2 separate regions of the Pan troglodytes genome follow, and region 2 is linked to region 1. A link is a contact called in public HiChIP or PLAC-seq data. All regions are on one chromosome and are shown on one strand. The core of a region is the stretch at or near the end of the contact, and the rest is flanking DNA. Distances in the headings are between cores, read along the strand shown. Region 1 holds the start of FAIM (Fas apoptotic inhibitory molecule). Region 2 holds the start of PIK3CB (phosphatidylinositol-4,5-bisphosphate 3-kinase catalytic subunit beta).

Region 1 (3,625 bases), core at 410-2,909:
TTCATTCATTCATTCATTTAATAAATATTTACCAGAGCTAACATGGGCCTGCACGGTACAGATGTGGGACATACAAGAATGAGAGCCAAGCGGCCATGGTCTCGGCCTTCATGGATCTCAGTCTACTGTTAAGTTACACATTAAGCAAAAATTACACAAATTATTGCACACCCTGAAAGGGGCTAGGAAGAAGAATCCCTGGTGCTGCAATCTTTGTGTTTTTTTTGTTTTTGTTTTTGAGACGAAGTATCACTCTGTGGCTCAGGCTGCAGTACAGTGAGGTGATCTCAGTTCACTGCAACTGCCACCTCCCAAGGTCAAGTGATTCTCCTGCCTCAGCCTCCTGAGTAGCTGGGATTACAGACGCATGCCACCATGCCCGGCTAATTTTTGTATTTTTAGTAGAGATAGGGTTTCACCACGTTGGCCAGGCTGGTCTCAAACTTCTGACCTCAGGCAATCCGCACACCCTGGCCTCCCAGAGTGCTGGGATTACAGGTGTAAGCCACCGTGCCCGGCGTTTTTTGTTTTTTGTTTTTTTTTTTGAGACAGAGTCTTGCTCTTCGCCCAGGCTGGAGTGCAGTGGCTCAATCTCAGCTCACTCCAACCTCCACCTCCCAGGTTGAAGCGATTCTCCTGCCTCAGCCTCCCAAGTAGTTGGGACTACAGGCATGCACCACCACACCCCTCTAAGTTTTGTATTTTCAGTAGTGACGGGGTTTTGCCATGCCTGCCTCAGCATCCCAAAGTGCTGGGATTACAGGCGTGAGCCACTGAGCCCGGCTGTTTCTTTTTGTGTGTGTGTTTTTTTTTTAATGAAACAGGGTCTCGCTCTGTTGCCCAGGCTGGAGTGTAGTGGTGCAATCACAGCTCTCTGCAGCCTCTACCTCCCTTCAGGGCCCAAGCAATTCTCCCACCTCAGCGTCCCAAGTAGCTAGGATTACAGGCCTGAGCCGCTAATTATTTTCTTTTCTTCTTTCTCATTCTCTCTCTCTCTTTTTTTTTTTTTTTTTTTTTACCATGTTGCCCAGGCTGGTCTTGAACTCCTGGACTCAAGAGATCCGCCACTCTGCCTCCCAAAATGCCGTGATTACAGGTATGAGCCACCACACCCAGCAATGCTGCAAGTCTTATGGGCCAGGATAGTGTAATCTAAGAAATGATATATGAAGAACACTCACAACAGGGAAGAGGTGAGGAGTGTCCAGGCAGAGAGAAGAGCATTTGCAGAGGCCCTGGGCGAGAAGAAACCTGCATCCTTTAAGGACCTAAATGAAGCCAAGCAGGCAGGGGCTAGATCACACATGGGGGCTTCATGCCCACCTTAAGTAGTTTGGGTCTTTAAAAAAGGAATGAGACTCCATAAAGAGGTTTTAAGGAGCGAATGCTATTGCTGCCATGAACAGATATTCCTTCCCCATAGCTGCAGAGCAGGCACAGGGCTGTTTTTGCCCGCCAGGATGTCCCCACCGTCTAGCCCAGAGCGGGGCCAGCGGCCGGCTCCTACCCACACTTGCTGGCGGGAAGACTGGACGCACTGCGGGACATAGTGATGTCCTGGGTTGGGGCTGAGGAAGGCCTATGCGCGGAGGGTGCGGCCTTCGGCTAAGGCAGAGGACCAGGGTTGGGTCCGTGGCGGCGGGAGGGGCGGCCTCCTGCGCTGGTCGCCCCAGGGGACCTGAGAGGCTCGACAAACAGTCGGCGCGTTTGGTACTCGCGCCTGCAGAGCTTTCAACCTCCGCGCCGGCTGCGCCTGTTTCTCGGCCAGGGGAGCAAGGCCACGCGGCCTACGTAGCCGAGTCGGAACCAACCGGTTGTTTAGTGCAACCTACCCCAGAACCTCCCGCGGCCCACAGAGCACAGGTGAGGCAGCAGACCGGGTGGGGTCGGTGTCGCGCCTGCGCCCGCCCGGACGCCTCGGGCCTGCCCGCTCCGCACCCTGGAAACCCCTGCACGCAGCCCCCCGGCGTCCCCACGCTCTCGGCCCTGCTGCGCCGGCGGCGGCCATCTCTGGGCGGCGGCGGCGGCGGCGGCGGGCGGTGTTTGCGCGGTCGGTGAGACCCGCGCGGGTGAGGCGCTGGGTGAGTTCCGGACGCTTCCAGCCGGCCCGCCGGTGATCCCAGACCTCGGGGCGGGACGCGGCTCCCGCTCACCGCCGGCAAAGGTGGAGGTGCGGCGGGGCGCGGGGCCAGCCCGGGGCGGTGCGGGGGCGTCCCTGCCTAGCGAGGCCCTGCCCCGCGACCTGCCGCACCCTCCTCCGGCCTGTTCGCGACCTCTAAAGATAATACTTGTCACTGTCGAAAACGTGGAACAGAAAGCAAGGAAGCAAGCAAAGCAGCCGTGCCGCTGCTCCCCAGAGACAAGCTGGGTTAACAGGAGGGTGTATATTCTTCCAGATGGTTTTTCCTTGTAATATGAGCGGGGCTTGTTTTTGCAGAACCTGCATCATAAAGTTCTCTCTCTCTCTTCTCTCTCTTTCTCTCTCTCTCTCTCTCTCTCTCGGCATGGCTTTGCACTGTGATTTACTAAATGTAGTTTCTCCCTGATGGTGAGCGTACAAGTGGTTTTCAGTTTTTAGTTATTGCAAAAAGTAATTCATTGAGCATCGTTGCATCTGGGTTTTTGAGCGTGATCATTTCTGTAGAATGAATCCCACAAGATTCGTTCTAAAACAAGATAGAATCCACGGTCTATACCACAAGGCTTCTGGTATACATTGTGAAATGGCCCTCAGAAAAGTTATTCTCCTTTTTGTACCTCCAGTAAGTAGCATTTGGGAATACTTGGCTCGAGGAGCTTCCCGAGTGATTTTACTGGAGACCCCCCTCACTTCATAAGAGGCCGGTCCGGAGATGAAGATGTCAACACTTGAGTGTGACTTGCATTATTGGCTGGCCCTACCTGGGGGCCTTTGCTGAAAAGGGAACCATGAGCATCTTAGTAACTACTATCATCTAGTAATTTTTAAACTGACTTCGGTTTATCTTGAACGAACCATTTCAGTCCCCAGTAAGAATAAACCTAAGTTAAGGCAAAATTCAGGTGGATTAGGTGAACAGTGGCAACGTGTTGGTGTTTAAGTCATGCTCTGAAACTTAGGTGTTGGGTTGCTAGGGAAGGGATTTTAAAAGATTGATGGGTAAGTATGAGATACTCAAAAAGCTTTCTTTGAAGACATGTAAAAAGTTTCAAATGCTTGGTATCATCTCCATCAGTGAAAGTAAGTGGAATATGGTTTTTCATCTTTTTAAATTTACATTTTAATAAAATATTTGCAAAAATAGAGGGTTTTTTGTATTTATCATTTTCCAGTTTGGTCATAGAATCTTGAAAATTAAGTACATGCATAAGAGTTTAAAAACAACAGTGGATTAATTTCTTGCTCCCAAGTTTCATTTTTTAATTTTTCAGACAGAATCTCCCTCTGTCACCCAGGCTGGAGTGCAGTGGCATGATCTCGGCTCACTGCAACCTCCACCTCCCGGGTTCAAGCGATTCTTGTGCCTCAGCCTCCGGAGTAGCTGGGATTTACAGACGTGCGCTACCATGCCCGGCAAATTTTTCTATTTTTGCAAAGACAGGATTTCACCGTTTTGTCCAGGCTGGTCTTGAACTATTGACCTCA
Region 2 (3,625 bases), core at 464-2,963, 230 kb after region 1:
TCCCAAGTAGCTGGGATTACAAGCGCCCGCCACCACACCCTGCTAATTTTTGTGTTTTTGGTAGAGACGGGGTTTCACCATGTTGCTCGGGCTGGTGTCGAACTCCTGGAATCAATTGAACCGCCCGCCTCGGCCTCCCAAAGTGCTGGGATTACAGGCGTGAGCCAACGCACCTGGTCAGAAAAAAGACTTTACTTTCTTCCATACCTGCATTCTGAAACTGGGTTAAGATCCTTATCTGACCACCCTTTCCTGTGCTACATTATTATGACTTAAACAGTTCTGCTTTTACCATAAAATCTTACAATGTAGCATAAAAATCCCCAAATGATTAATGAACTGCTGAGACCTCTGACTCGTTGGAGATAATTTTATTACGAATCATATCTCCAAACTTCCATTCAGTGCTTCAAAATAAGTACTCATTTAATTATCATGACTTCACCAGACAGTCACACTGCCCACAATGATGTTTACAAAAGCACTTGTCACTCCCTTTGGATGTAGCAATGCAGAAAAAAGAGTCTGTTTCCATACTCTTCGTGTGTTTATAACTCTGTAACAAGTGGCAGAGTTCAAGTGTCACTTGAGATGAAACAGCAAGGCACTTCAAGTTTACGTCCCACCATCTTTCATCCTAAGCGAATCCCGAATTTGCTCGGTTTCATTTCAGCAGCAATTCCCACTCAGTACCTGACACAGGGTTCCAATTCAGCCCTGCGGGAAGAGACTGCAGGATTCTAGTAAGGGACTATAGGATTCTATTTTGGCCACTGCGAGGTTAACAGGCTCCAATATTAAGCAACTCCAGTATCGGTTACTGCAACACCAGAGCAGATCGGAAATAAATGTGCCCCCAAACGCACGCCAGCAGCCAGGAATTAGCAATAGCTAACACGAGATGCTGCAGCAGGGGTATCATTTACTTAGCACTTGTTCAGTTATGCCTAACCTCACAACAACCTTATGGTGTATGTATTATTATTTCCATTTAACACATCAGGATATTTTGGCCCAAGGCCCCAGGACTGGTCAGCAGCGGCGTTGGGATTCGAAAACATGTCCGTAACCTAATAACCCTGGGTCCACGCCTCTGAAATACACTTCTGCGCAAAAAGGCACCTGAGGGTCGGGAAGTTCCGGAGGTGTCCGCATAGACGCGGGACGCGAGTACGCCGTCTCTCCACAGAAACGCCCCTCAGGAACGGGACCCAAAGCGACAGTGGCCCGGGACGCCCGGCAGCGTCTCTGCCGCCCAGGGGCCGGGGGGCGCCACTCACCTTGGAGAGCCCAGGGCGGGCCGCAACCAAGCCAGACGCCCCCACCGGCCGGTAGGCGGTTATCCTCCAAGCTGGAAGGAAGCGCGGTGCAACCACAAGAGTCGCCAGCGCCGCAGGTAGCGGCAAGCTAGAACGCACCGCCAGCACGCCCGGGGGCACCGCAGCCGGCGCCGCATCCGGGTCCCGGCCGCCGCACTCACCTGCCTGGCGCTCCGCCGCCGCCGCCTGCTACTATTCCAAGTGCGCAGTCAGCAGCCCAGGCCGCCGCAACCGCTCCACTCCGGCGCCCCCATCCCTGCCTCTCTCGATCACCTCCCGCCTGCCCCGCGCAGCACTACACTCGCCCGCTCCCCACTGCCATGGCCCGCTCCGCCGCAGCGCCGCACAGGCCGACAGAGCACGCGCGCGCCGCCGCCGTACCCGCGCCCGTGTGCGCGCGCGCGAGCCTCTCAGGCCTGCATCCCAGCAGCCCCCGCCCCGCCCTGCGCCGCCCTCGGGCCAATCCCGGGCCCCGCGGTGGCGGCGGCGGCGGCAGCTGGGCTGGCAGGGTGTGGGGAGAGGCCTCACTGCCGATTCTTCTACCGTTGCCAGCCCGGCTGCGACGCTGCTGCACGGCCTTTCCTAACTCTCTTTGCGACTCCCAGAGGACTGCGGAATAGGGAATCCCCGGCAAGTCGCCTTCAGGAGAGACCCATCACCCGCTGCGGCCTCCATAACTTCCTCCCGAGAGATTCCGCTCTTCCTAGGTTCCTTGCTGGCCTTTTCTTCCCAGCCCTTCTCCCTGTTCTGCGACATGGACTGACTCCTAAATTCTTGGACGCAGCACTTATTTTTTTCCCGCTACCCGTCTCCGTCTTTCACTCCCTTTGTGAGGATAGGGCGCTAGCTCGGCTGCCTCACAGCTGGCCCTTCAGTCCCTACACTGTGAATGGTTGTTTCTAGGGAAAAGTCCAGCCTTTCAAGCCCAAGATTCTTGTTCTTTGTTCAATTTTGCAGTAACAACACCTAACATTTGTCTGCAGAGCCTTAAACTTTACCCCTTTTTGCCTACCTTGTTTCCTGTTACCTTTGACCCCAACCGCGAAATATCACAGCCCTCTTTCTAGTGGGACACTTAAATTTTACTTACTGAAAACCAACATTTTAACTCACTCCAAAGCTAGTATATTCTAACGTAATGCTCCTATATTACCCTGGACAAATAGTTGAGTAGTCAGGGATAAAATCTAGAAGTACAACATAATAAAAAGCAAACGTGACAAATCAATTAAGTGACAAACCAATAGTTTATTGGAGAAATGATCCTAGTTTTTTTTATTTTTTATTTATTTATTTATTTTGAATCAGAGTTTCGCTACTGTTGCACAGGCTGGAGTGCAATGGCGCGATCTTGGCTTACCGCAACTCTGCCTCCCCCGGTCAAGCGATTCTCCTGCCTCAGCCTTCCTGAGGATTACAGGCATGCGCCACCACGCCTAGCTAATTTTGTATTTTTAGTAGAGACGGGGTTTCTCCACGTTGGTCAGGCTGGTCTCGAACTCCCGACCTCAGGTGATCCGCCCGCCTCGGCCTCCCAAAGGGCTGGGATTACAGACATGAGCCACCGTGCCCGGCCAATGATCCTGGTTTTAATTGACTTTCGATTTAAAGCAAGAACATTGAAAAATAAATTCCAGAAGAGGCTGTAATACCAACACTTTGGGAGGCCGAGGTGGGCAGATCACTTGAGCCCAGGAGTTCACACCTAGCCTGGGCAATATAGCGAGACTGACAAAAATGACGTGAGTGTGGTGATGTGCATCTGTTGTCCCAGCTACTTGGGAGACTGAGGTGGGAGGATAATATGAACCCAGGAAGTCGAGGGAAGTCGAGGCTGGTGTGAGTCGAGATAGCACGGTAGCACCACTGCACTCCAGCCCGGGAAATAGAGCAAGACCCTGTCTAGGGAAAAAAAAAAAAAAATCCAGAAGAATTAAAAAATATAAAAATTTACAAAACAGAAACTTAAGAGGAAAAAAAATTTTTTTTTTGAGACAGTCTCATTCTGTTGCCCAGGCTGGAGTGCAGTGGCACCATCTCAGCTCATGGCAACCTCCACCTCCCAGGTTCAAGCAGTTCTCTTGCCTCAACCTCCAGAGTAGCTGGGATTACAGGCACCTGCCACCACACACGCCTAATTTTTTTTTTTCTTTTTTTGAGACGGAGTCTTGCTCTGTCGTCAGGCTGTAGTACAGTGGCACAATCTCGGCTCACTGCAACCTCCGCCTCCTGAATTCAAGGGATTCCCCTGCCTCAGCCTCCCAAGTAGCTGGGACTGCAGGCGCGCACCACCATGCCTGGCTAAT

The links. HiChIP or PLAC-seq counts read pairs in DNA pulled down with a chosen protein or histone mark.
Region 2: an H3K4me3 HiChIP or PLAC-seq map of stem cell-derived excitatory neurons shows a contact between it and region 1, with 4 times the contacts expected there. The contact joins the promoter of PIK3CB here to the promoter of FAIM in region 1. A contact is called at or near these places in 1 of 7 Hi-C or Micro-C datasets (stem cell-derived neural progenitor cells) and 1 of 1 datasets of contacts at active chromatin or transcription factors (stem cell-derived excitatory neurons).

Annotation. Positions count from the first base shown.
Region 1 is chr2:141,820,564-141,824,188 of NHGRI_mPanTro3-v2.0_pri, forward strand. It overlaps FAIM (Fas apoptotic inhibitory molecule), which reads left to right and starts at 1,660. Exons shown (of 5, transcript XM_001157252.8): 1 at 1,660-1,863. It also overlaps a transcript of CEP70 not described here.
Region 2 is chr2:142,047,804-142,051,428 of NHGRI_mPanTro3-v2.0_pri, forward strand. PIK3CB (phosphatidylinositol-4,5-bisphosphate 3-kinase catalytic subunit beta) reads right to left here and starts at 1,714. Exons shown (of 23, transcript XM_016942048.3): 1 at 1,481-1,714.